4 separate regions of the Mus musculus genome follow, and regions 2, 3 and 4 are each linked to region 1. Evidence: chromatin contacts called from public HiChIP or PLAC-seq and Micro-C data. All regions are on one chromosome and are shown on one strand. Each heading gives the region's core, a stretch centred on a gene start, on an enhancer-like site or on the middle of the called end of the contact. The rest is flanking DNA. Distances are from core to core; before and after follow the strand shown.

What was found. A called contact is a pair of places that touch in the nucleus more often than the background predicts. HiChIP or PLAC-seq counts read pairs in DNA pulled down with a chosen protein or histone mark.
Region 2: an HNF4G HiChIP or PLAC-seq map of pancreatic cancer cells shows a contact between it and region 1. The contact joins the promoter of Mtmr9 here to the promoter of Ctsb in region 1. A contact is called at or near these places in 3 of 39 promoter capture datasets (the C10 cell line, liver and pre-B cells), 1 of 484 Hi-C or Micro-C datasets (muscle stem cells), 7 of 115 datasets of contacts at active chromatin or transcription factors (bone marrow-derived macrophages, effector CD8 T cells, embryonic stem cells and 3 more) and 1 of 9 other capture datasets (adipose tissue).
Region 3: a Micro-C map of embryonic stem cells shows a contact between it and region 1, with 3 times the contacts expected there. The contact joins the promoter of Tdh here to the promoter of Ctsb in region 1. A contact is called at or near these places in 1 of 484 Hi-C or Micro-C datasets (embryonic stem cells) and 2 of 115 datasets of contacts at active chromatin or transcription factors (embryonic stem cells and pro-B cells).
Region 4: a contact with region 1 is called in a FOXA1 HiChIP or PLAC-seq map of pancreatic cancer cells. The contact joins the enhancer-like site here to the promoter of Ctsb in region 1. A contact is called at or near these places in 10 of 115 datasets of contacts at active chromatin or transcription factors (the 230-238 cell line, bone marrow-derived dendritic cells, bone marrow-derived macrophages and 4 more) and 1 of 9 other capture datasets (pancreatic islet).

The regions. Positions count from the first base shown.
Region 1 is chr14:63,119,404-63,124,769 of GRCm38.p6, reverse strand. It overlaps Ctsb (cathepsin B), which reads right to left and starts at 2,308. Exons shown (of 10, transcript NM_007798.3): 1 at 2,205-2,308.
Region 2 is chr14:63,541,311-63,546,676 of GRCm38.p6, reverse strand. It overlaps Mtmr9 (myotubularin related protein 9), which reads left to right and starts at 2,724. Exons shown (of 10, transcript NM_177594.1): 1 at 2,724-3,219; 2 at 4,221-4,329. The coding sequence starts at 3,038.
Region 3 is chr14:63,507,007-63,512,372 of GRCm38.p6, reverse strand. It overlaps Tdh (L-threonine dehydrogenase), which reads left to right and starts at 3,281. Exons shown (of 9, transcript NM_021480.5): 1 at 3,281-3,663.
Region 4 is chr14:63,448,321-63,453,686 of GRCm38.p6, reverse strand. Fam167a (family with sequence similarity 167, member A) reads right to left here. Exons shown (of 4, transcript NM_177628.4): 3 at 1,048-1,816. The coding sequence starts at 1,431. Among named protein-coding and RNA genes, the nearest start is that of Fam167a, 15 kb to the right of the region's middle. Within about 2 kb of position 2,361, at least 32 of the 459 cell types and tissues checked have an H3K27ac peak or open chromatin away from gene starts, as enhancers often do. A contact at or near this core is called in pancreatic cancer cells and pancreatic islet, where this site is marked.

The DNA.
Region 1 (5,366 bases), core at 1,059-3,558:
TGCCCCGGCCATCCTGGTCTACATAGCCAGTTAGTTCCAGGCTAGCCACAACTACTACACACCCCTGTTCTCAAAATAAATAAATAAACAAATAAATAAATAAATAAATAAATAAAATAAAATAAAAATATGGCCTAACCCAGGAGCATTAGCTATTGTTTGTAACCCTAGCATTCAGGAGGTTGAGGCAAAACTGTCCTACAGTAGGGTAAAACCTGCCTCAAAAAACTGAGAGGGCTAGCGGAGGGAGGAGACTGGTTAAAGCTGGCTGGGTATGATAGAGTGGCAGACTGCATGATTAGGATGCACGAGGCTCTGGGTTGGATATCAGTGCGAGGGAGGCAGAACTCCACCCCTAGAACTTCCACCATGTTCAGTGCTGGGTGGAAAATAAGCAACAAAAGGACTCCAGATTGATCCTTCTCCCACCCTTCCGTAGGCAGCTCCTGCAGAGTACCAGAGCAGGGATATGTTAACTAAGCAAAGGCAATAGAGACCTTTGTACACCTCACCTTACCTAGAGGCCCCACCACAACCCTTCACACCAATCATACTCAAGTTCCTGGTTTCCCTTTTGATTTTCAAAAGTTCTACTGCATAGAGTTCCACCTCACACATAGCTAATATTTTCCTTACATCAGTACATCAAAAGTCAGTGGCCAACCGGAGACTCCTATATCTAAAGGTTTCTACCCATACCATAAAAGGGCCGTAGCCTAGAATGCTGAGCCAGCACCTCCAGGGAACAGTTTCAACCTGGAGCCAAGAGCGCCAACCCTCCACTGCCTGACTAGTCTGAAAACATTTAGGCCAACGTCAAGGGGAATGCTGGAAATCTCTGCTGGCACCTGGGCTGGTGAAGCACAGGCGTGGGCCCGGCTCGCCCCACCCCACTAGCAGTCCCGTAGGCCTGGGTCACGTGGCTTTAAAGGAGCAGAGGTCATTTTCCTCCACCTTCTTTTAAGCATGAGTTTTTTTTTTTTTTAAGGAAGGAAGGAGGGATTAAGAAATGAAACCGTTTCCCTCTGTAGTCCCACTGTTGTGGAATCCATTACATAGCCCAGGCTGGTTTCCAATGCACAGCGATTCTCCTGCCTCAGCCTTCCAAGTGCCGTGATTGCCTTGCTCTGGTATGGCTCTGGGGACTCTGGAGTTTTAGGTCACCATGGCCAGAGCCTATGGGAAACAACTGTCCCCTGAACGGCTTCGAACAAAGATGACACCTTCACCAACATTTTGCAAATGCTACTCTGAATCCGGGGACTGCAGACCATACCTCCACAGCAGTCCCTCACAGGAAGCACCTGGAGATCAGTCTTCCCGAGACACTAAAAGGAGTTAAACTTCCCTTTCAATCCCACAATTTATCTCCCTTCCCAAACACGTGAGGGGATCTGGTTAGGTGGAGGTAAGGTGCGGATGGGTTTTAGTCCTTTACTCTTGGGCCCTAGGGGACCAAGTCCAATTTACCTATCTCTTGGTCCGCACGCCCAGCACTCTGGGAGAGGATGCTATCTCTCCCGGCTAGCAGGGCCCTGACTGAAGGAGGCTGTCCTGCAAGTACCTTTCCTCCATCACATTGGCCATTCCCCTCCAGAGAAAGGTTCTGGGAGAGCCCCTATCCTTTAGCTCTGCTTCTCTTCCTGTTTCTCGGTTTAACTCTTCGTGCAGGTTCCACCCCAGCCACCCACTACCAGGTTCCCATTCTCAATAGAACAGGTCTTTTAGGGTGCCAGGCACTGCGTGGGTTTGTGTGTGGAAAAGTTCCCGGGGCAGATTCTTTAGAATAAGCCACAAACCTGCACTAGATGCAGGTCGATACTCGCCCTGAGCACCCCTGAGACTTGCAATCTGCGAGCTGGAAGGGCCAGAGCTGAACCCTTCCCTTTAAGCTCCTCCCTCGGAGCTCCCCGAAGTCCCCACCTCCGCCCTTGAAGTGCGCCAAGGCCACTGGAAAGAAGCCGATCACCGCGGGGTCACCAGGCTCGGCCCTAAAGCGTGAAAGCTGGAGCTCTGCCGGTCTAGCCTGCGGGAGCCTAAGACCGCGATCCGCCAGGGCGAGCAGCATCTAGGGCCGCGGAGGAACCGCGCCTGCGCCCTGGGCAAGTGAAGGGCCTGTCTCCACCACCGCTGCTCAGCCCGCTCCCCCGACCCCAGCCAAAGTGACTTCCGCCATGGAGCCACTGTGCCCCGGGCAAACTCACCGAGCGCAGCGCGACAGCCTGGGCCTGCAGCCACCAAGCCAAACGGAGCCGCTCCTGGCCTCTCCCGTGCACTCCTAAGTACCCGCGCAGCTCCGCCCTCCGCTGGGGGCTGATTCGTCACGTGATGCTTGACCGCGCCCCCGCCCCTGCCGGCCCCTCCCCCTTCATCCCGGGACTCTGCAAGCTGTGTTAAACCCAAAAGAAACTGGTGGTTTGTCTGCTCTCTTTCCATTTCGCACAGAGATGCTCTCCAGGGACCTCTGCAGGTACCCTGCACTGGGAAGATACAACATCTTCGTGACATGCATTCCTCGGGAAGGCCCCGCTGGCTCGGGGACCTGGAAATGTCTGGAGGAGCCTCCTGGCCTTATATTCTGAAGCTCAGACTATAATGGCGTAGAAATACTCAAACCAAGGGAAGCAACCAAAAACTAGAACTGGGCTGGGATTGTAGCCCAGAAGTAGAGCTCTTACTTACCAAGCCCAAGGCCCTGGGTTCGATCCCTAGTTTAAAAAGAAAGAGAGAAACCAAAACCCCATGAATTTTGTCCAAGGCATGTTATGAAATTCAGAACTCCTGCCAGGCCATATGAACCTCCCCCCATCTTGTGTGGTAAGCTAGCCAGTGAGAAGCTGGCTGACCTAGTTGATCTGACAGGTCATAGCATACCCCCACCCCCACCCCAGGGTCGAGCACCCTCAGATCTCTCCAATCCTTAGGTCTATCCTGTAATATAGGAATGGCCTCATGTCAGCATGGTATCTTGTAGCCAGGCTTGTGACGATAAGAAAGGTTTGGATCTAGTGGATTCCAAGGTTCTATTGGTAGGCTCCCAGTTAAGGACAGGAGTGGAAGTGTAGTTACTGAACCCCAGTTAAGTGGAATACAGGAAGAACTCAGAAAACTTGCGGAAAGGCAGGTCCATGGCCATCTGTCCAAGGCCAGCTGTCCCAGCTGCTGACAACAGGTAGAAACTGGCTGCTTATTTTAGGGTAAAAAGTCCAAACAAAAATGAGCAGCCTTTCTTGGCTAAAAGCCCAAAATGTCCTCTGACATGCCCAGAGCCTGGCCCTTGGCAGGAGCTAGAGATGTTTAAGTGTCTAAGCCAAAAGTGTCTCTGGCTGCCAGGAAGGGGGTCTTCAAGTCTTTTCCACAAAGGAGTGACCTTTCCTGGAAGCCATACTGAGGCTGTGACCCAAACTGAAATGACTTCAACACCTGGAATGAAAACTGGACTGACCAGCTAGCTCAACCTTCTTCCTGCCTCCATCCCACTAAAGGCTACAGTCCTATTAACCCCCAGGCTTTGGGGGGCTCCAGGATGGGATCCGACTCCCTCCAGGGACCCCACGGGCTGCTCAAGACCTTTGCCTTCTTTCTCTCCCTTCAGCTCCCTACAGTCCTTCCCACCTTCCTAAAACTCACCTTCTGTGGTCCATGAATTTCCTTCCTCAAAACTGAGAGACAAGAACCCAGAAGTACCTGGCTTGGGCTGACTTCAGTGGTGCTGAAAAAGGCTTCATTTTAAAATGTTAGAATATTCCCATATCACTGCCTGCTCACCCCAGCCTGTCCAGACAGCTGCAGAGTCCAGCCTGCACATCAGTGTTTCATAGATCATCTTCCCCCTGGACACATAGACCGTAGTAAATCCTTCCTTTATAGCGCCTCAGATGAGCTGAGGGCTACACATGCATTATCACAGTGTGTTAATAAAGGAGAGGCTTCTGAAGCGAAACAATGATAAGCAGTCACATGTGAGATAAACCCGTAGTCCTAACACTTGGGAAATTTGGGGGCTATAGGGTCAATCTGAGCTACACAGCACATTCAAATCCAACCTGGGCTACAGGAGACCCTGTCTCAAATGACCAACATACAGGGCTGTGAATATAGTTCAACTGGTAGAGTTATCCTGACTTGTATGCTTAGAGTTCTGGGTTCCATCCCTAGCCCTCCATAAACCTGGCATCGTGGTTCTCACTATGAGATGGAAGCAGAAAGGTCAAAGTTCAAGACCGCAGCATCAGTTTGATGGCTCAGCTGGCAAAAGTGCTTCCTACACAGCCCAATGACCTATACCACTTTGATCCCTGGAAACCACAGTAGAAGGAGAGAACACATTCCAAAAAAGTTGTCCTCTAATACTCATGCCATAGCTCACGCACCCCTCAACTCTCTCTCCCTCTCCATCTCTCTCTCTCTCTCTAATAATAATAATAATAATAATAATAATAATAATAATAATTTTAGAAGCTCAAAGCTATCCATATCTCCCTAGTGATTTGTGGCCAGCATGGGTTACAAGAGACTGCATATCAAATAAATAACCAAATAACCAAATGAATACGACCAGAGTAGACTCTTCTGGAGAGTCCGTCTGTGGGAAACTTTAGGAGGAAGCTATCCCAGCATACTTAAATCCCTTCATGCACACTTTGAGTCCTCCGCCTCCTAAGGGATAAGAATGTGCTATGTTGTTCCTTGCTGTATTCTGCATGGTGCCTGCCTGTCACCAGGTAGAGGGCAGAGACAATGGGTGTGCACACGAAGTGAACCTTGAAGATTGAGTCCAGGTTCAGCTTTACCAGCTCACCTAGGGCTCAGGGCTTGTTCTTAGAATGTTTAGAGGGATCTTGCCCTGAGTGTGTAAAAGTGTTTTTCTAGTGAACATGTGGACAGGAGACTGGGCATACGCCCTGAAGAAATATGGTTGCTCATATTAACGTTACCAAATATGCACAGCGGTATTATTCACAGGCGCCTAGAGATGGAAACAACTTCTGTTTATCAACTGATGCTTGGATAAACAAAATGTCCCACAATCGCAAAACAGGGTGTGACTCAGCTATCAAAAATGCTGCGCTACCACATACACTGTGGATGAACCTTCAAGACTGTGTTAAGTCAGGGAAGGACCTCATGCTGTGTGCTCCCACTTCCACTTACAGCAAGAGAAAGCTAGCATAGAGATAGATTAGCAGGTAACCAATGGTGCCTTGGGAGAAGAGCTTTGAGTCTGGGAAGGACCCTATGGGGCCTCGGGGCCTCGGGGAGCACTTGTTAAAGTGCTGACAACTACAGACTCATGCACTTCATTTTATCTTTAGTATTTTGGGGATTCCCACCCCTCCCCCATTTTTTGTTTGTTTTCTGAGACA
Region 2 (5,366 bases), core at 1,475-3,974, 420 kb before region 1:
TTCAAATATTTGAAAGCATAGGGATTAGCACTATTTGAAAGGTGTGGCCTTGTTGGAGGAAGTGTGTCACTGGGGATGGGCTTTGGGGTTTCAAATGCTCAAGTCAGACCAGCAGCTCTTTAGAGCTTCCTGCTGCCTAAAGATCCAGATGTAGAACTCTCAGCTCCTTTTCCAGCACTGTCTGCCTGTGTGCTATTATGTTCTGCCATGATGATGATGGACTGAACCACTGAAACCAAAAGACACCCTCAATTAAATGCCTTCCTTTATAAGAGTTGATGTGATCAGACTGAGTTAGAGAACAGACTGAAGGAGCTGAAGGGGTTTGCAACCCATAGGAAAAAGAACATCAACCAACCAGACCCTCAGGGCTCCCAGGGACTAAACCACCAACCAAAGAGTACACCTGGAGGGACCCATGGCTCCAGCTGCATATGTAGCAGAGTATGATGTTGTCGGACATCAATGGGAGAAGAGGCCCGTGGTCTTGTGAAGGCTCGATGCCCCAGTATAGGGGAATGTGAGAGCCGGGAGGTGGGAGTGTGTGGGTGAGCATCCTCATAGAAGCAGGGGAAGGGAGGATAGAATAGAGTGTCTCCGGGGGAGACCTGGAAAGGGGATAACATTTAGAATGTAAATTAAGAAAATATCTAATTAAAAAAAAAAAAAGAGTTGCTGTGGTCATGGTGTCTCTTCACAATAGAATGCTAAGGCACCCATTGAGCTATCTTTATAGTCCTTAAGTAAATCCATTGTACACATTATAAATTTTATTATTTTCTTGGCTTATCAGAATCCCCTGAGGCCCTTATTTCTTGACTGTTTGGACAGTTAATATTTGACTACATCATTGGATTATTTTAATAGAGGCATATCCCATTGACTTTGAATTCTACCGCCACCTACTGCTTATGTGGGGAACTGTTTCTTGCTCTTTACTCAGGCTTTATTCCTAACTACTAAGTTTGGTTTTCTCAGCGCTAGTGAACTTTCTACGCTTTGAACTTCAAATCACTGGTGATTTAATTTCCTAATCGTTTCTGGTACTTCATTATAACAACTCAGAAGATACCTAATTTTTTTCTCTTGGCAAAAAACAAATAAAAGGAAAAAATCCTAATTTATGACTTTATAGAGCATGAAACATTTTAACTTAATGAAATAACGTTTTCATAATTTATTTTCAAGAAAACCAGAAGGGCCACAGAATCCATGGAGACTTTCTATCTTCTAGCATATACTAAATTGGACACTAAGTTCTTCCTTGGATATCTTCCATTCGGGGAGCCTTACCCTTCAAGGCTTTACTTTCATTTTTTTCTCTGTATAACTTTTCATTATTTTTCAGATTAAAAGTTTTCCATTCCACAATTTGTAGTTAATACAATGAGTCAAGTGAGGAAGGAAAGTAAACAAATCCGGTGTGGAAAACACCTCCACATTACTTCACCTCAGTCCATCAGCATCCATTGCTGGTTGTTTTCCTTTTGCAGATAAACTGGATCGCAGGAGTGAGTGATTTAGGAAGGGAAGGTTTTTAGAAAAGACAAGAACAAAATCAAGGACAAACACTGTGCAATCTGGTCAACTTCACTTTGCACACTCTGAAGTCAGCTACCTTGCTGTTCGTAGACACTGACTGGGTGGTGAGAATTTTCACTGCTAACACAGTAAAAGCAGGCCAGGACTCAAACATAATTCTTATTCTGGGATAAAGTAGAGGGATAGAAAGCAAGAAGAGGGAAATTCTATAGGTGGAACAACATTATGAACTAACCAGTACCCCGGAGCTCTTGACTCTAGCTGCATATGTATCAAAAGATGGCCTAGCCGGCCATCACTGGAAAGAGAGGCCCATTGGACTTGCAAACTTTATATGCCCCAGTACAGGGGAATGCCAGGGCCAAAAAGTGGGAGTGGGTGGGTAGGGGAGTGGGGGGGGGTATGGGGGACTTTTGGGATAGCATTGGAAATGTAAATGAGGAAAATACCTAATAAAAAATTAAAAAAAAAAAAAAAGAAGAGGGAAATTACAACAGCAAAACTCTGTCATTGCAGTGTCCGTGAGCAGTTCAGCTAGACTGTACTTAGCCGGGATACTATGAAGTCGTGACCAATATACCAAGGTCTTGATTTCAGGCTTTGCTACAGATTAACTGAACTATCTCTGAAGACACTAGAGTCCTTTCGCAGGGCGAGGATTAGTCAGTTTCTCTTTCCATCCTTTTAGAATATGCTGTTCTTGGTTAAAGTCATGGCGCTCTCAAAGAGTCTAAAGCATAGATTGTCCCATGTCTCTTCCAGACACCAAGATGCTACTTTTCGATCACAACCTCCGCTTCCATCCTACATTTGACATCTCTTCGTGACCAATTCATGAGACAACTACCAGGTAGCGCAAACGAAGAGCCCTTGAGGGACAGCACTCATGTGGAGGCTGGCAGGTCAGCGACGTCTTCTCGTCTCGCCTTTTCCGATAAGGAATATTTGAAGGGCAAGGATTGCGGCGGTAGAAGGTGAAAGAGGTTTTGGTTGGTTTTGTTTTGTTTTGTTTTGTTTTTCCATTGTAGGACCATAAAGTCATTGTTTCTGGCTGTGTTCCACCGGATCTAGCAAAGTACCAACTTCCGGTCCGGTTTCTATGTCTTCCGAGTCTCGAGTCCCTCTAATTGTGCAGGAGTTCCTGCCGGGTGCAACGCTCAGCAGCTACTTCCGCCAGAAGTCCCTGGCTGCTCGGGCTCGGATGCTGCTGCCCCGACGCCGGGTCCGTCTCCTCCGCAGCCCGCCCGTCAGACGCCGGTGGCAGCGGGGAGTGCAGGGCCTGGCGGGAAGCCTTCTCTGCGACCGAGTCCCGGCCAGTGGTGCGGAAGAGACTTGGAGAAGCGGCCAGGGCGGTGCCCGCAGGCCCTGGCGCACCCGCCCAGCCGGGGCGGGGCTCGACCTCCCGGGCCCGCCCAGCCGGGGCTCCGTCCGGGTCTGCGGATTAACCGCCGGGCACCTGCGGGACTGGGCCTCCCGCCCCTAGGCTGCGCCCAATATGGAGTTTGCGGAGCTGATTAAAACCCCACGGGTAGACAATGTGGTGCTGCACCGGCCTTTCTACACCGCCGTGGAAGGGACCCTGTGTCTGACAGGCCACCACCTGATCCTGTCTTCCCGGCAGGACAACACGGAGGAGCTCTGGCTCCTCCATTCAAATATCGACGCCATCGACAAACGGTGAGCGCCCACCACACCCAGGTCCCGGAGGAGCCTGGAACGGAACAGACGCTTTCAGGTGGTTTTTTATGGGTATCCTGGCTCAGCCAGCCAAATGAGCCTTCTGGGGCCTAGATCTATCTGCACTGGCCACCTGGCATCCCCAGGCTAAGGTCTCAGAGTCGTAGTGGTCATTTTGAACAGCATTTGGGCGTATTTTTAAATGTTCTTTGTAAAAAAAAAATTTCTTCCACCACATTTCTTGAATTATTGGTTGTTGTTAATCTGACTTCACGAAGTTATGATTCAATACAATTTAAAGCGACCCCTCCCCCACGATCTCGTTTTTAAATAGGCATGCTCAGCCCTTTGCAGCATAGGCCGGTCTTGAACTTCCAACTCTCCAGCCCCAGCCTCCCAAGTAAGTGCTGGAATTACAGTTGTGTGTGTATGGGCCGCTATGCCTGGCCATAGTATTTAACTGAGTACACTGTCATTTTTTCCATATATATGCATATGCATTTTAGTCTCTCCTTAAAACGTTTTAAAATCGGTAAGGTGCACCCCTGTAATAGCTGATGGGGAGTGCCGATGCAGGTGGATGACAAATTTTACACCCCTGCTCATTTAGGGAAGACTGAGTTTATCATATTGCATCTTACTTATTCTCTGGAATGATCACTTCCCACTGAGGGTAATCATTAGCCCTTAACATTCAGTTTTTCTTGTGAAAAGAAAGGGGCTGGCTCTAAAGGAACATAGGAACTAATTCATCTTTATTTCCCTACTCCATCACTTTAAATTTTTTATTTTTACTTATGTGTGTATGTGTGTATCTGTGTACAAGATACCATCAGCAGACTACTAGACTCCTCAGTTCATCTTTATTGCATAAATGTATTCAATGGTCTCTCATGCCTGCATGATAAAGACTGAATCCCTGGTTCTCTGTGTTCTGGTTCTCACCTACTGTCCTCACTAGTTTTCTTACCATTTTCATGATTTCATGTAATTTCTTACAGATTTGTGGGCTCTCTGGGTACCATCATCATAAAATGTAAAGATTTCCGAATCATTCAGTTGGATATTCCTGGAATGGAGGAGTGTTTAAATATAGCCAGTTCCATTGAGGTAAGTATGCTGCAGGCAAAATTCTGATAGGAAAATGGCGATATTTTGATTTTGTACAGCCCTTGATGCATAAGAATCATTTACTGTGCGAATCTTGCTACTTTCGCTCTGAAGACAGTTTGTGAACTGTTTTTCTGTTTCTGTAGATTTCCTGAAAGAACATCCTATGTGAAATTGTAAGCCAGTAAAACAAATACAGTGTAGCTGATTGTGGCCATGTTACAGTCCTTGGGCATCACAGTGAGCAAGTGTGGTCATCCTGAGTGGAGCAGCTCTGAAACCCTTCAACTCTGAGCAGTGCTCTTATACTGTGATTGTTGCAGTAGTGAGGTCCTGTTAACATGGGGCCTATGGGTGAAGCACCTCACCTCTCACAGTTAGCCTGTAGTGTCTTATAAAAGGAAGATGACATTACCTGCCTTTTATAGGTGTTTTACGATTACATTCGTGGGTTTATGTAGAATGCTTAGTATAATTATTGGCAAATGGTTGCTGTCATTGGAGGACCCTTCTATGGCAACAGCTTTATTTTGAGACTTTGTGGTAGAAATTAGCCATATCACATAAAGTTCACTGTCGTACCATTTCTTAGCTTACCATTGCACTGTGTGTCAGATGTATACTCTCAGTGTTGTGTATACAGACAAAGCAAGTGATTGTCACCAACAGTTGCCATTTGTGACTTTGGCATGTCTGCACGTATGTATTTGTTTTTGCCAGTTCACCTAAGGCGTGTCTGTTTATGCATGTATAAAAGCGTTGAGCCACACATAGAAACTTTGCTTGGATAGTTTAAGGTCTCTGATGAAGGTCTCACATTCTTTTCCTTCTTCTAACTATTTTGGTTACTCCAACTTTTAAATTGCTGCCACTAAATTATATCAATTATATCAACTGACTGTTTAAAGTAATTTCTAGGCAATTATAGAGTCAAGCTGATTTTATTTTCTTTCTGTGTAACTGACTTACTGGGCTTTATGTAAAAAAAAAATAGTGGGTTTAGCTCTTAAAAGGAGAGAGAAAGCCTTAAATCTATA
Region 3 (5,366 bases), core at 2,032-4,531, 390 kb before region 1:
GGGGGGAGGGGAGAGGGAGAGAGAGAAGGAGAGAGAGAGAGAGAGAGAGAGAGAGAGAGAGAGAGAGAGAGAGAGAGAGAATAATGATAATGTCCCACATGGGCTTACTTAAACCCATAGTTAAACCCATAGACATCAGGGGGTGACACTATTTGAAGGGATCAGAAATATTAGGAGATGTGGCTCTAAGTGTGTCACTGGCGTGGGCTTTGAGGTTTAAGAGGCCATGCCTCTCCCCTCTCCCATCCCACTCCCATTGTTTATGGATCAGGATATAAATCTCTTACTGCTTCTCCAGCACCAGGTCTGCCTGTGTGCTGTCATGTTCCCCACCATGATGAGAATGGACTAACCTTTGTAGCATTAAGCAAGTCGCCAATTCAATTCTTTATTTTATAGGAGTTGCCTTGGTCATGGTGTCTGTTCACAACAATAGAACAGCGACCAAGACACAGAGTTTTAGCTTAGGCTGGCCTTGAACTTACAATGTAACTTGAAATGACCTTAAACTTCTGATCCTCTTCTCTCCGTCTCCCTGGTGCTAGAATTAAGGGCATGTGCCACCACCCAGAATTTTGTGCATACTAGGTAAACACTGTGCCAGCTGAAGGCTGCTAGCAGAATACTGGCTTCCAGGCAGCTAGGATGAGGGTCTTAAAGCCCACACCCACAGTGACACACCTACTCCATGAGGCTACGCCTACTCAACAAGGCCACACCTTTTTTTAATAACAATCTTTCTCTTTTATTTAATATTTATTTATTCATTTATTATTTGTAAGTACACTGTAGCTGTCTTCAGACATTCCAGAAGAGGGCATCAGATCTCATTTCAGATGGTTGTGAGCCACCATGTGGTTGCTGGGATTTGAACTCAGGACCTTTGGAAGAGCAATTGGCACTCTTAACCGCTGAGCCATCTCACCAGCCCCCACACCTTTTAATAGTGCCTCTCCCAGGGGCAAGCATATACAAACTATCACACCCACTATCTAAGCTGGGCTCACAGAGGCTTACTTTGCTGACCAAAAAGCACAGGATACCAGGCAGGCACAGACTTGGAGAGCCAGGCTGGCACAGGAGCCTGTAGCTCTGAAGTCAGGAAGCCTCCAACAGGGTGCTCCCAGTATGACTCTCTCACAGCCTCTTAGGCAGCCAGTCAGGATTCAGACCTAGAAGGCATTTCTGCACATGGGAAACCAACCTTTATCACTTCAGGGATGTTGGAAGGAACCTTACAGCTGTGTCCCCCCACACTGTGGGGCCCATGGACCTTAGAAGTCTTGTTACAGGGCAGATTCCTTAACTTTGTTTTTGGACCTGCTACTTGCTCTGGGATCACACTGTTCATACCAAGCCCCTACTGCTTAGAAACCTGTCTGTTACTGGAGCTTTTAGGCCTGTACCCCTAAAAAAAGCTAGGCATGGCCACATACCCTCAATATACTTACCTAAGAGGCAAATACCAGTGCAAAGCAGAGAGAGAGAGAGAGAGAGAGAGAGAGAGAGAGAGAGAGAGAGAGAGAGAGAGAGAGTTATTCAACACGGCCACACTGGGAAGAGGAACACATACAAGATCATGCTGACACAGAAAACAGCTCTCACAACCGGGAAGAAGTCCATTCTGGAGCCAAATGTGAAAGCCATAGACTAGCAACACAGTCAGGTGGTCCTGAATATCACACTCCAACATGGCAACAGTCTCATGAAGCTTTCTATAACAAAATCATAAATTCTAGACTTTAAAAAAAAAAGATCATTTTATGTCTATGGATGTTTTGCCAGCATGTACATCTGTATTATGGAACACCAGGTGGCCCTAGAGGATCCCCTGGAACTGGATACAGATGGTTGTTAGCCACCATGTCAGTGCTGGGAATCAATACAGATCCCACGGAAGAGCAGCTGGTGTTCTTAACCCCTGGGCCGTTTCTCCAGCTCAAGACATTTTAAAATACATGGATAGAAACATCAGATTAGCCATAGCAGCGAAGACAGACAGGAAGTAGCTACTCTAGCCCTCCGACATTATCTGAAGCATTCTTAGTTGGAATTGTCTTTGTTGCTTCTATTACTGTGATGAACCCCAGGACAAAAAGCTACTGGGGGGTGGGGGGGAGGATAAGTTACATTTTACAGATCAGTAGTTCACAACCTTCCTAATGCTGTAACCCTTTAATACAGTTCCTTGTGTTAATGGTGACCCCCCTCAGCCATAAAGTTATTTTGTTGCTACTTCATAACTGTAATTTTGCTACTGTTATGAATTGTAATGTAAATATCTGATATCTAGTATATCTGATATTTGACACACACACCCCAAAAAGAATCTCCAGGTTGAGAACTTCTGTTATAGTTCATCATGAAGAGATGCCAGGAGAGGACCTGAAGCAGAGGCCGTGGCGGAGTGTGCTGCTTATTGGCTTGCTCCCCTTAGCTTGCTTGGCCTTCTTTCTTACACAACTCAGACCTACCTGCCTAGGGGTGTCTTGTCCACAGTGGGCTGGGCTCTGCCACATCAGTCATTAGTCAAGCAAATGAATGCCCCCCTCCCTACCCCCCCCATCCCAGAGTTACCTACAGGCCAGTCTGATGGAGGCAATTTCTCAGTTGAGGTGCCTTCTTCCCCGGCAAGCCTAGCTTGTGTCTTGTTGACAAAAAATTAACCAGCACAGGATTGTTGGAAGCGAGGGGTCCTGTTTGTACATTCCCTAAGGGTTTACCTAATAGTCACAAGGATGTTAGGTCAAACAGAGGGGTGGGCCATAAAAGGCTACCCAGAGACTAAGATAGCCGGAGATAATTTTGGCTCCCAACCTGTAATAGTCTGGCTTTCCACTATCAGTTAATAAGTCAATCGGCCTTGGGAAATGTTTAACATTGGTGCTGCCCCCTGTCTCCCTCCACCCCTTCCTAGGAAACTCACTTCCCCCCAAGTCCAATTTCCAGGTAGTGGCTTGATAAAGATGTTTGACAATCTGGGTTCAATCTCCGGGAACCTGGCAAATAAATACCAACCTCCCCAGGCACGCTGTGGCTCACGCTTACCCTACCTTCTGTGATTAGACGTAAAATATTTTTGCTCGAGCAGGCCAGCTACAACATTGGACTGCCAAAGGAGATACACTTACATCGGGCCCCTTTCAGCTCCAGATGGGAGCCCTTTGGTCGGGTGTGCACACTGGGGGTCCGTCTTGAGGCTGCCACTCAGAATTTCTAAGCCCTTCCTTCCAAGATGCTGCCCCATCCTGCTTAGTGCTTGCCTTGAAAGCCACTTCATTTAACATCAGTGTTCCCAGGAACCAGAAACGACTAAGTTCCTAGTTCTTGGCGGAGGTGCCACCAGACACAGGTCCATAGCAGATCTTTCCAGCTGTGGCTTGCAAGTCCCAAATTCTAACCCCAGTCAATTGTGGAAGGGGTGTGGTCTCGTCTTGGTGCAGCCACAAGGTCAGCTCCGTCCGAGATGTAGGTGTGGGCTTCCCACAAGCGTCCTGGGGCGGAGGTGAGGTGAGGTGAGGTAGGAGGGAGGCACGGCTCCCGCGGCGGCGAGGCGGGTCCAGAGCAGACTGAAGATAAAAGGCAGAACCAAACTCTTGACTCCGCACGTGCTGCTCCGGCTCCCGCGTGGCGTTCTCAGCATCCAGTCTTCTGTGTCTGCAGGTCAGTGTAGGAGATGGTCCCCTGCTGCGCCTGTGCCCGGGAATTGGACCTCTTTCCGGGCACGGGACGACCAGCGAAATCTGCTGTCTGGGTTGGGGTCCGGAACGACCGCAGGGCGCCACTGCTTTGTGGGTCGCGAGGGGAGAGATGGGCCCCTGAGTAGCCCCGGGTGGCAAGACGCCTCCCGCTCCCTCCTGCTCTTAGCAATGCTCAACCTCTCAGGAATAGGAGTGGGAACCCGGCACCCAGAAAACTGGTTTGTCTAGTAATTTGGGATGTGATCGTCCCGAAGGATGGCTTGGGAGGGCCCCCACACCCTTTTCATCAGGGAGCAAGCTGAGGCTGGCTGTCCTGGGTTCCTCCCGTGGTTTCCCAACCTCAGCAGGTGAAAGCAAGACACCAGGTGGGTAGAATTTCTCTCCGAGACAGTAAGTAGCTCCCTCCTGGACGCTTTCTTGCTTTCGGTGGCCAGTATGTAAATTCCAGCCTTTCCCGATATAATTTTTTTAAGTGACATGAATGAGGTTAACATGGACAGAGACTTTTTTTTTTTTTGCCAGATGCCTTTTCTAGGTTGTCTGCTTATATTAAAGTCTCTTAACATGGTGACACTTTTGTCTGCTTCTGATGCGCACGCCTTTAATCCCAGCACTTGGGAGGCAGAGGCAGGCGGATTTCTGAGTTCGAGGCCAGCCTGGTCTACAAAGTGAGTTCCAGGACAGCCAAGGCTACAGAGAAATCCTGTCTCGAAACAAACAAACAAACAAACAAAACAACAACAACAAAAAATGGAGACAAGAGACTACCCTGGCCTGATGCCCAGGAGGCCTCTGTGGGGGGTAGAGGAATTGCTGCTCAGAGCTCTGGCTCTGGGGCCGAGTGGGAGGTGCCATTGAACCTGGAACTTTACTACCCCGCCCCCCATCTTTTTTCTTTTGGAGGGTAGTGCTGGTAGTGGTGGTTGCCTTGACATTTGGTCCTTACTAGTTGCAGAAGGCCTATGATTGAGGTGTTTAAGCCCATTTCCATTGAAGGTGGGTGTGGCTGGCAGTACCAATTAGCATGAGAGGACATTAGCAATAAGATGCTGCCACTCAGCTAGTGCTGACCTTTCCTAGACAGGTTTCTGGGCATGGAGCAGAAATCAGCCTTGCAGGATTAAACACAGCAGAAAATTTCCTGTAGAGACAGCAAAGAAAGATAAGAACTTAGTCAGGTTTGAGAAACAGGAGGCTGTGCCCTTGGGGAAGAGGTACAGAAGGGATTGGGGTGGTTTGCCTGGTGTCCTGGATCCTCCATGGTGTGTGTGTGTGCATTTGTGCAGACCTTACCTTTCTGTTCTACCGTGGCTATGGGCAGCTAACAACAGAATTATATTAAGACTTTTTTTTTTTAAGGTCAGTAATGTGTGGCTGGAGAGATGGCTTACAGCTTTAGAGCATTGGCTGTTCTTCCAGAGGCCCTGGATTCAATTCCCAGCATCCACATGGCAGCTCACCACTGTCTATAATGGGATCTGATGCCCTCTTCTGGTGTGCAGGCATGTGTGCAGACAAAGCACCCATACTCATAAAATACACAAATAAATAAATCTTTATTGTTGGGAGTGTGACCTATGTGCACTGTCATGCAGTAGATGTCTGGGCTGCTCCTCTCTCCCCAAGACAATGTCCTACTTTGTTTCGGGGAATATTGACCTTAGC
Region 4 (5,366 bases), core at 1,112-3,611, 330 kb before region 1:
CAGGCCCCAGTGGAGAGATGTCTTGCAGGACTCACCAAAACAAACCAAGCAGGCCTCTGCTTTCCTGTTGGCTGGAGAGTTACCAGCAGCTCTGGAGGGCAGCTGGCCCTTGACTGCTGGCTCCTTGGAGTCAGATGGCCCTGGAGGTGACTCAGGGAAGCAGCTGAAGCTTGGGGGGAAGGTTTTGTTTCAGGTCTGGGTCTGCTGAGAAGCCACTGTGGGTGGGGGACCTAGTGCTTTTCCTGGGGCAGGATGGGACAACATTCCATCTCCTTTCCTAGGATTTCTGTGGTGGGGAGAGGCTCCTAATGAGAGTCTGTTTTTGCCTGTGGGCAGTAAAAGGATCCAGCTGCTGCTCCCTCAGCATCTTCTGTCCTTGCTCACTCCTCCCGACTGGAATGCCCGACCCACCCTGACTTCTGGGCAGATTCTTACTCGACATCCTTTCACCCCAAAGCCTTCACCCCAAGCATGATCAGTCATGCGCCCTCTTCTGGAGGTTCTCTACACCTTGAATTATTAAACAGCACTTCCCATGCTGAGCCCCAGTACTTACAGCTATGAACCCCAAGCTCAGCGCCCTTCTCAAAGTTGGCCACCCAGGGAGACCCACCATCCCAGCTATTGTCAACTTCCAGCTCAGGGAAAGAGGCCATTCGCTTGCTCAGTGAGTGGTGGTCCCCAATCCTGTAGGTAACTGGGATGGATGGGGAGAAGTTCAGGTAAACTCTGGGGCTCCCTTAGGTGTCCAGGAATAAGAGTAGGAGACCCCAATGCTGGTGAGGAGAGGGTAAGAACACATGTGGGCTCAGATCCTTGGGCTAATGCTTGCTTCCTCTAGATCTTTGATTAGAGGCTAACTGAGCCCCGTGTATCCACTGAAAAATGACATCTCCCCTTCACCTAACAGGAAGTCGGATGTGCAATGGGAAACAAGCAGAGATGGGAGGACAAACATGATGTGGGAACACAGCAGAGTCAGACAGAAAGATGAGGGAGGAGACATGCATGGCACATACATGGGCCTCTTGGTGGGCAGCCACTCACCAGTTCCTTTCTGAGCCAGGCTATAGCTTCATCGATACTCTGGAAGCCTTCCAGCTTGCCCGTGGTCAGTGGCCTGTCACCCCTGCCGGCACTCGCGGAAGGTGGGAGAAGGTCTCGGGGCTCCTTTAGAGGCATCAAAGGCTCTCCACCCCCACATGCTCCCTGCTCCAGACTCGCCTCTTGCTGGGCAGCTGGCCTTGGGAAAGGCCATGTCTGCTCTTCCAGCCTGGCCTGCCATTCCAGGTAGGAAGGTCTTCGGGTCTCCAGCCTCAGCTTCTCAGTGAGGGCCTTCAGACTGAGGAGGTGGTCATCAGGAGGTACGGCTGCCCCGGCTGGCCTGTCTTTCTCACTCACTTCTTCCACTTGGATCTGGGGCACAGACATTCTCTAGTCCGCCCTGGTAGCCAGACATGGGAGGTGGTAGGGGGCCGCTCGGGAGGTTTACTGGGTAGCAAGGTCAAGTCCTGCTCCTTAATGGTCTCATACGGCTGCAGCCATGGCGCCTGAAGGCATTGTTGGGATGGGAGTGAGTCTCACGGCGTGGCAGCACCTGGCGCCAAGCAAGGCTGTAGCGTGTGCCTCTCAGAGCAGCTGTGAGACTCAGGGTCTATGATTTGTCCTGTCGTAATCCTGTGGCGGCCATGCTTCACAGAAGGCAGGATCAGACAAGCATCAGCAGGAAATCTTTGGGACAGCCTCCTCCTCCAAGATCTCTCTATGCTTGCTGGAGGTGTACAGGTCAAAGCCAAAGGAAATGCAGAAAGTAGGCCTGCAAGGAAGAAAATAATCATATCAGCCCAGGTCTCATTCCCCAAGATGGGAAACTGAGGCTCAGCAAAGGGACTTCTATGAGCCAGTTCTTGGCAAGAAGTAAGGCGATTTCACAGCCTTCAGGCAGAGCAACTGATAAAACTGGACAGAGCTTTACTGTCAGTAAAACCATTCTACCTCTCTGAGCCCATAGAAGACCTTGCAGCGAGTGCAGGTTTGTTTTAACGCCCAATTTACAAAGCAAGAACCTGCGTCTCCAAGAAGCCAAGTGACTCACCACAATAGATCCCTCAGCAAGAAACAGGGGGAAAGGCCAGCTGGACACAAGTTTCTCCTCTGGGCAGGTCCTCACAGCCAGCTGACCAGCCAAGTGGGATCCTACACAGACTCAGGACAGGTGTCTACTGCCTCTAGCCACCCTCAGACCCATTACAGCCCCACCCTTCATTCACACTCAGCTTCCGGCTCCAACAACAACACCTCACCTCATCTCATCAGAGGAAGCAAATAAACCCGCAGCCGCGGCAAGCAGGAGCTGCCGGCAGGAGCTAGACTGGGAAACTGAACAGACTGGTGACTCACTCTTGTGGAAAGATGTTTCTCCCATTCACCTAGACTGCCCACGGGGCAGCAGCACCTTGCAAGGGATCCAGGCTGTGCTCTGAGCCGATCAGCTTGGCTCTAGTGAAGGGTATAAGCCAAGACCCTTAGCCCATCATATCAAGGCATAGCTGAGTTAGAAGCAGATCCAAGTCTCGCGGCTTTAGCATCTCACATCTGGGGAGATCTGGGCAAGGACAGATTACAGTAGAAGGCACATGACTTGAACTTGGGTTTGAAACAGATCTCTGTTGAGGTCTAAAACAGGAATGAATGGATGTGGAAACGCATCCAAGATAAGGCCCAGAAGAAGAGCTATAGGCTCAGCCTCTTGGAGCATATGCTGTCCTCATGTGGAAAAGAGAAGAGATGGAGCTGCTTATGGACTTGTGTGTGTTTTAGCTCCTGACTTCTTGGTGACACAAAAAGGTCATGCTGCCTCTACACAGGCACTATCTCCACCCCAGGAGGATCTTCTTTCCTTCTGAGACTGTTACATCGTTACATGGCCCAAGCCAGCCTTCTTTCCATTAGTGTAGCACACTTGAGCTATGGCTGCGTTTCTTAGGGAATGGGTGGGAAAACAACTTGTCTTTCTACCTGTTGAAATGCATGAAATTGTTTCTGCATTTTAGTGGTTGCCAATCAAATCGGTATTAAAAAGTTAAAAGAAAAATTCCCTAATCCAAAGAATTCATTCAGGGTAATACCTTATCACAGTGGCAGGAACTAGGGATAGATGGAGGTGAAGATTCAGTAGACCAAGATGGGGGCGATGTGGGAGCAACTGGGGGCCATTGAGGGAGGATGTGGGGTTCTTCTTGCCAGGTACACAGATCCTCAGGAAGGTGAGAGCAGAGCTTTCTGCTCAGGACCGCTCCTACAAGCCCGGACTGTGAGGAGAGCAGACCAGAGCCCTGGGTGCTGTCCTCCCTAGGGTCTGAGGCTACCCGCACCAGGGCATCATTAGGAAGTGAGAACAACATTCCAGCCCACAGATAGCAGAGAAACCCAGTTTCATTTCTTGCCTTCTCTGGGCAAGGTAATGGTACCCTGAGAATCCTTGATTGTCCTGAGGGATTCTGAGCCCATTATGCTGGCCCCAAGGCTACCCCAGCAGCAGCCTCAGTTTCCAGAAGCTCCAAGCACATAGCTAGAAAACCTTCTTTTGAGATGCTGAGCTGGGGATCTGACCCCAGGCTAGCCGAGCCTCCGGCTGGCTCTCTGCATAAGGGGTTGAGACTACCCACCTCTTCACATATGCTCTCTCTTACTATGCCAGGAAGGCACAGCAACTCTTAACACTCTGCCCCTGTAGTTTCCCATGGTTGCCTTCCTCAGATCTCTCCAAGTGTGAAAACTTGGGAGTGGCTTTCTGGGGCCCTTCCCAGGCGCCTGCTGTCTGCTTTTGTACTGAGATGCCAGCCTTCATTCTAAGTACACCTGGGGCAGCTGAACCCCAGAAAGCTTCCTTCCTCAGACAAGGGAGCTCTCATTACAGCCAGCCGAGCTTTTTGGAGAAAGTCCAATTTAGACAGGCTGATGAGCAGTACCAAATCCTGGGAGAGTCCGCACAGGCAGGAAGGCCTTCCTACTCCTGCATGCTCCTGTGTAGGGGGTGGCAACCTGCAGGGTGAGGTAAGGGTCTTCACTCCAGTCTCGCTGTGTGGCTTTGTTTTAATGACTGCTTCTGACTAGACCCAGAGAAGGCTTGAACAAGAGCTCAGTGAGATGAGTTAGCCTAGGGGGCCATTGATTTACTATTTTCATGGGCTCTGTGAAGTACAGGGCGTACCCTGACTCTCTCCAGCTTTGCCCTCATCCAAGAGGCAATGGAGAGAATGGGTACTACCAAGTAGGGAGCACAGAGATCAGAAAAGTGAGGTGCTTCCATGAGCAGGCTATAGGTAGCTGGGACCTGGGCACACAGCGTCATCTGGTTTCAGACAGTTTCTTTCTGTCCAGCTCAAAGCCAAAAGGCAGCTTTGTCGGGCCTGTGGCTTCAGGACCACTCTGTCCCTCTCCATCGTCCTCAGAGATGTTGGATACAACCAGAACTCGTACACTTTGCAGACTGGCCTCTCCAAATGCAAACACTAGGTGGTCCTTGGGTTAAAACAGGAACAAAAAACAAAAAAAGTTCCAAAGGATTTCAGCATGATGTCTGCCTCTGTTCAGGGTGTCGATGACTGAGAGCATTTGAGGCTTAACCAAGGTAACAGAGCTGTTAGCTCTGCACCCCACATACAGGAGGTCTAGATAAAATTGCATTTTAAAAGGTTGTAAAGTGGATGAAACCCATGGATGATGCCACATTCCAGTCCTGTCACCTCACTGCTGCCCTGAGCTGTCATTTTTGGGTCCTTGACCTTTTGGGTGACTTGAGTTGCCTCTGTTCTTTGGCATCTTTCCTTGGAAACCAAATGGCCCTGGTATCTGAAGGAGGAATCTATAAGTGGGTGTAGGAGTTGGCCTGGAATGTTACCCACACAGGCCTGGAGAGGCGCCAGGAGAAAGGTTCAACTGCCCAGTGAGTGGGCACTTAGCTAGATTCGTCCTGAGCGGGTGGTGAGGTCCTGGATGGGTGTTTGGGATAGGTGCCATCCATGGGCGGGCAGAATGGCAGCAGGGCCCTTCTGTTTTTGTTTGTTTGTTTGTTTGTTTTTGTTTCTTGTTTTTTTTAAATACTAGAATGCTCTGAAGCCTGGGTTCAGGAAGAGCCCCCTGACAGGTTGAGCAACTGTACCAAGGACTCACCTCTCCTAGAGTCTCCTGGAGCCAGTAAACTGAAGAGGAAAGCAGGAAGCCAAAGACCACTCCCAGACCTGGGGCCCAGGGCACCAGAAGAAAGCAGACGATCTCATAATCCCACCGGGATCAGGTATGCCCCACACGGCAGATGTCCCATTGGTAGCAGGGACAAGCCTTGCAGGTGTGCCAGTGTCTCC